Linked DNA regions of Mus musculus: region 2 is linked to region 1. A link is a contact called in public promoter capture Hi-C data. All regions are on one chromosome and are shown on one strand. The core of a region is the stretch at or near the end of the contact, and the rest is flanking DNA. Distances in the headings are between cores, read along the strand shown.

The links. Promoter capture Hi-C pulls out the DNA fragments that hold promoters and counts their contacts.
Region 2: a promoter capture Hi-C map of hippocampal neurons shows a contact between it and region 1, with 2.2 times the contacts expected there. The contact joins the enhancer-like site here to the promoter of Akap5 in region 1. A contact is called at or near these places in 8 of 39 promoter capture datasets (the 3T3-L1 cell line, 3T3-L1-derived adipocytes, HPC-7-derived erythroid cells and 4 more), 1 of 15 datasets of contacts at CTCF or cohesin (the NIH/3T3 cell line), 8 of 484 Hi-C or Micro-C datasets (CD4 T cells, the Patski cell line, Th1 cells and 4 more), 3 of 115 datasets of contacts at active chromatin or transcription factors (embryonic stem cells, extraembryonic endoderm stem cells and trophoblast stem cells) and 3 of 9 other capture datasets (adipose tissue, liver and pancreatic islet).

What each region holds. Positions count from the first base shown.
Region 1 is chr12:76,323,582-76,326,304 of GRCm38.p6, reverse strand. It overlaps Akap5 (A kinase (PRKA) anchor protein 5), which reads right to left and starts at 1,414. Exons shown (of 2, transcript NM_001101471.1): 1 at 1,316-1,414.
Region 2 is chr12:76,478,605-76,481,327 of GRCm38.p6, reverse strand. No RefSeq gene overlaps it. Among named protein-coding and RNA genes, the nearest start is that of Gm10451, 35 kb to the right of the region's middle. Within about 2 kb of position 1,332, at least 59 of the 459 cell types and tissues checked have an H3K27ac peak or open chromatin away from gene starts, as enhancers often do. A contact at or near this core is called in adipose tissue, hippocampal neurons and trophoblast stem cells, where this site is marked.

The DNA.
Region 1 (2,723 bases), core at 165-2,664:
GTCTCAGAAAAACATGTAAAACTAAACTGACACATAGCTTAGTGACAGAACATTGGCCTAACGTGCCACAAGATTCTGGGTTTGAGCCCCAGTGCCACCAAAAAAAGTAATAGTCCACAGAATGGCAAGGCTTAAGGAATGAGGACCTGGAATGACTAGCTAACAACAGCTCCGTGCATTTTAGGTGCTGAGCCCTGAGTTAGGCGCAGGGGAGCCTTTCATGCATATTCTTCACAGAGCTTTCACTTGGGTACCAGTTCCCAATTCTCTGTAGAACTGGAACCCTGAAAAACCGTTTTAAGAGCTAAGGCTTTTCTTTTGTTTTTTTAAGGGTAAGTATTGAAAGCTTCATCTTTCTACAAAGAAACATAAAATTCTAGAATGATGGGACCAGTATAACATTTGCAGTCTCTCCTCACACACCCTAGCACTAGAACTAGAACCCAGTCTTAATGGCTTCCACGTCTTCTTTCCCTGAGCCTCCAGCGCTCTAGAGATCATTCCTTCTAAGTGTGTGTATTAATAGAAGAAATATTCAAATGAGATTATATTCCGGAAAGTCTCTGAAACTAACCTAAATGGCCTAGATGGTTGCACGAGAGGTTTCTTTTAATGTACATCACTGTAGAGATCAACACCCCAACAAGTGTAGGCGAGGCAGGGAAAGGATGCAGCCTGCAGGCATTAAAACTTTGCAGAGTGTTAAGACTGCAAATGATTCACCTTTACCTTCGAGAGGACCATTATTGTCTTGGAAACCTTAAAGTCCCTGCTGTCCTTTCCTGGCAGAATCTCCTGTCCAAGACCACAGAAAACAACCACCACCCTTCTCCCCTTGAGCAACAGAGAGCAACCACTATCTGAACAGAGCAAGGAACCCTTCCCAGCACTAGACACGAACCGCGAAGCTTCCTCCTGGAGGAAGGATTCTCCAAGCTTGACGCCCCTATGGCAGGAGACAGAGCTCAGGATAAAGTGCTCAGAAAGGAAAATACCGGGGGCGTGGAATAGATAGCCCAGCTTCAAGCTATCTGCAGAACTATCATAGCCCGGAGCCGAAAATCACAGTTCCCCAGAAAACCCCTAAAGGAAAAGGGTTAGGTAGGCAGCCGGTGCCAAAGCAGCAGCTGCAACTCGTGCGAAGCGAGCGGGCGGCAGAACAGCCCAGGGTCACCCACCTGGAGCCGTCTGAGGATCGGCGACCTTGCAGTCGTGTCCCTCACAATCTGGTGACCAGGACCCGGGGTCTGCCGCCGTTACCAGGGCTCAGTGCACCAGATTCTGACCCAGAGCCTCTAGTCTTGCCTCTACTTACCCAGATCGTCGCGGTCTCTGGCCAGCTCTGCTCCCGAGGTCGAGGAGCACGGGCCCAAACAACGGAGAGCCCCGGAGACCGCGGAGCGCGCAGCCCTCTGCAGAGGGACCGCAGCCGCGCGCCCCCTCCCCAGCGCGGAGAGAGACAGCTGGTCGCGCCAATGCGCGTGGAGCAGTGGGGCGGGGCTAGGGCCGGGGGCGGGGTGAACTCAGCCAGCCACCTGCCAGCCGACTGCCCAGCGGCCTGGGAGAGACCTCCGTGCTCCCGCCCCGGACGCATCACCGCTGCATAAAGACATCAGGACCAGGGTGGAGGGACCACTAAAGCAAAGCAGGAGGACTGCAAGAGGGTAGAAACCCCTCATTTCCTGAGACGCACATCCGTAAAAACCTTGTTTGAATTTATAAGGCTCCCACCGTGAATCCCCCCTGGAACATTAAAGACAAGGTAGAAAGCATATCTACAGATAAAGATTGATGGGAAAGATGGCTCAGCGGTGAACAGCACGTATTTCTCTTCCAGGGGGTTTAAGATCGATCCCCATACACCCACATTAGGCGGCTCACAACCACCTGTAACCAGCCCTAGCTGGATCTTTTGCAAAAACAAAATTAAAAAGCAAGATTCATAACAGTACAGAGACAATAAGGGGCCGGGGGAGGATTTTATTTTATTTATTTTGTCGAGACAGGGTTTGTCTGTGTAGCCTTGCTTGTCCTGGGACTCACTCTGTAGACCAGGCTGGCCTTAAACTCACAGGGATCCACCTGTCTCTGCCTCCAGAGTACTGGGATTAAAGGCCTGTGCCACCATCCACTGGCAGACATTTTATTTGTGTAGCTCTGTACGACCGACCTGAAACTCATTGTGAACCAGCCTGGTATTGAACTCACTGAGATTCACCCACCTCCACCTCAGAAGCTGCACCTGGCTATGGAGAAAATTATATATATATGGTGAGAAACAGAAATAAACTCACTAAACAGAACCTCAACCTGGTACTGGTACAGTCCTCACTCTGGAACAGGAAGGTGTCAGCTCAGGTGGGAACCAGCACAAATATGGCTCTGTGCACACAAAGGTGTGGCCTCCCCAGCTCAGGGCCTGTGGCTTTGGGATGTTTTCAAGCTGAGACCCTGTAAGTCACACACACACTCTGACAGGCTTGTTTCACCATGTCCAAACCTCAGGCTCTGTGCACACCAGGCAAATACCCTTTGCTCCAAATGGGGCTGGAATAGTGAGCACCCTCATCTCCGTCCCCACTTGAGAGGAACAAGGTAAGCAGACCCCAAGGGATGTCCTAAAGGAAACAGTAATCCAGCCGCGGTTCTGATATGAGATGTCACATGGGCCATGTTCTGTGCTCACCTGTCAGCATGGATGTGGTACTCCAGCAGGCCTCAGC
Region 2 (2,723 bases), core at 83-2,582, 160 kb before region 1:
CCTCAGCACCAATCTCTTCCCTATTCCTAGGATGGTTCATTAAGCCCCACTTAAAACATTCCTTGGCTTTCCAAATCCAAAGTCTCACAATCTACATTCCTCCAAACAAAAGCATGGCCATGTCTATCACAGCAATCCTGGAGTCCCTGGTACCAACTTCTGTCTTAGTTAGGGTTTTACTGCTGTCAACAGATACCATGACCAAGGCAACTCTTATAAATTTAGGACATTTAATTGGAGCTGACTTACAGGTTCAGAGGTTTAGTCTGTTATCATCAGGGTGGGAGTATGGCACCATTCAGACTGGTATGGACCAGGAGGAGCTGAAGGTTCTATATCTTCATCTAAAAGCCACCAGGAGAAGACTGTCTTCCAGTTAGCTAGGAGGAGGGTTGCAAAGCCCACTCCCAAGGTGACACACTTCTCCCAACAAGGCCACACCTACTCTAACAAGGCCACACCTCCAATAGTGCTACTTCCTGGGCCAAGCATCTTCAAAGCACCACACAGGCCCAGAAAGGAGATTTTTGGGGGGGGGGGGGGGCTAGTGCTGTGAGGAGTGGGAACTGGGGAAACTGGTGGATTTGACTGGGTACTCTGTAGTGCAATTCCTTATACCTGTACCTTGTGTAGATTTCTGTAAATCCTTCTGTTGCATTCCCTGAACTCTCAGATCTCAGGTTGGTATTTCTTCTGGACGTAATCTCATGCTGAGACTGCAGCATGCAGCAGCCAGCATCCAAGAAAGCCCTAGTGGATCTTGCTAGCATCATGCTGTCGCTTCTGCACTGAACTGGGAGGTGGTGTGTTATGACTGACTGTTGCAGAAAGGGGGAAGGGAAATTCTGAGGCTGTCCCCCTCATCATGACCTCCACCTTGGTCTATGGGATCATCTGCCCTCAGGGGAGTCTGTTGTATTGTGAGGAAACCTGAATAGTCTCATGAAGGAATCTGTATTGTAGCAAGCAAGCCTCCCCCACAGTCAGAGTAACTTGTCAAGTATGTGAGGACATCCTTTAGCCCCCGCCAAGACTCTTGAGCCAGAACTGCTCAACGGAGCCACTCCCAAATGCCAGAACTGTGTGAGATGACAAATTCTTACTCTTCTTGAAAACCTGTAAGTCTTCAGCGTCATTTGCTATGTATCAATAGGTAAGAAAAGCCCTGGGCACCACAGCCAGCTTTACTGAGGTTACACAGATGCAGCCAAGTTTCTCAGGCCATCTCAGACATGGGTACAAAAAAAGAACACAGTAATGCTCAGAGCTCATTGGCTCTTGATTCTAGTGCCAAAGCAAGATCTCCCTGGAACATGCTTGTGAGATGACATCATGCCTAGCAGTCACTTTGCATTTCTTTCTTTTTTAAAGATTTATTTATGTATATTTGAGTACAGTGTAGCTGTCTTCAGACACCCCAGAAGAGGGCATCGGAACCCATTACAGATGGTTGTGAGCCACCATGTGGCTGTTGGGAATTGAACTCAGGACCTTTGGAAGAGCAGTCAGTGCTCTTAATCACTGAGCCATCTCTCCAGTCCCCACTTTAAATTTCTAATGTAAGAGTTGACAAGTTTCTTTTCTTTTCTTTTCTTTTTGGAAAGGACTAAATAGCTCACATTTTAGCTGTTGAAGGCCACATGGTTTGTCTTATGGTGAGGGAGTACCTGCAGACCGGTGCCAAGGTGTGCCCCTGAATAATTACCCCATGCAACAGATCTGGTATAAGGAGGTTTATTGGGGGAAGGGGAGAGGAAGGAGGACCTGGAGAAAGCGTAGAGGCAGATGGATAGACATGTAGACAGACAGACAAATAGGAGCAGAGCCATGAAGGCAGAGAAAAGAGGATGGGTCACAGAGAAGGACAGAGAGAGGGAGATCCCACACCTGGTGCATCTGGACCCTGCGGCATGTGATGACATAAGCCTTTGCTAGGTCCCTGGAGGCACCTAGTGGAATCTGTAAGCAACAAGTTTGTCACAGTTCTTCAGCCTTCGGGGTGCCGAGCAAAAGCAGATAGAGATAACATGTACAGGAGTGGGCATGGCTGTATTCCAGTAAAGCTTTATTTATAAAGCAGGAAGCAGGCTGCATTTGGCCCACGGAGTGAGTTATGGTTTGCCAGTTTCAGCTCTATTGACAAAAATAAAACAAACCGAGAGAGGTGATGAGGAAAACAAGGGACAAAGTATTGATAGCCACTGGAAAGTTGGGGGACTGGTCTGAGGGGGTTGGTGGCACATTTCTCTGTTATGTCCCTCACATCCTTGACTTCTGAGCACATATGCTTTTATTTCAAGTCGGTGTTTAATCAGAACGAGCCTCTCAGAAGCTGAGGAGCGCAGCAGACTTGTTGAGGTCTTAGTCTTTCCCAGGAGGCTCATGGACACATTTCCTTTCCGAGTCTTACACCCTGGTAAACAGTTTTCCAAAAATGGAGATTCCAATGCTCAGGGATGGAGCTCACCGCCCTCAGGGAAGCGATGTTGTTTTCTTATTTCTCAGCGGGGGGGGGGGGGGGGGGGAATCGGAATGTCCTGGGGTGGACGAGAACTTCACCAGAAGCTCTGGGAAGCACTGGGAACTCAGGAAGTTGGAATCTAGTCAGAACATCTGGGAGTTTAAAGAAAGACATAAAGTTAAGCTATTCATCAGACTCCATAAATTCTCTCAAAAGCAGATACTGTAATTACACAGAGACGAGACAATGGGCCGTGTTGTCA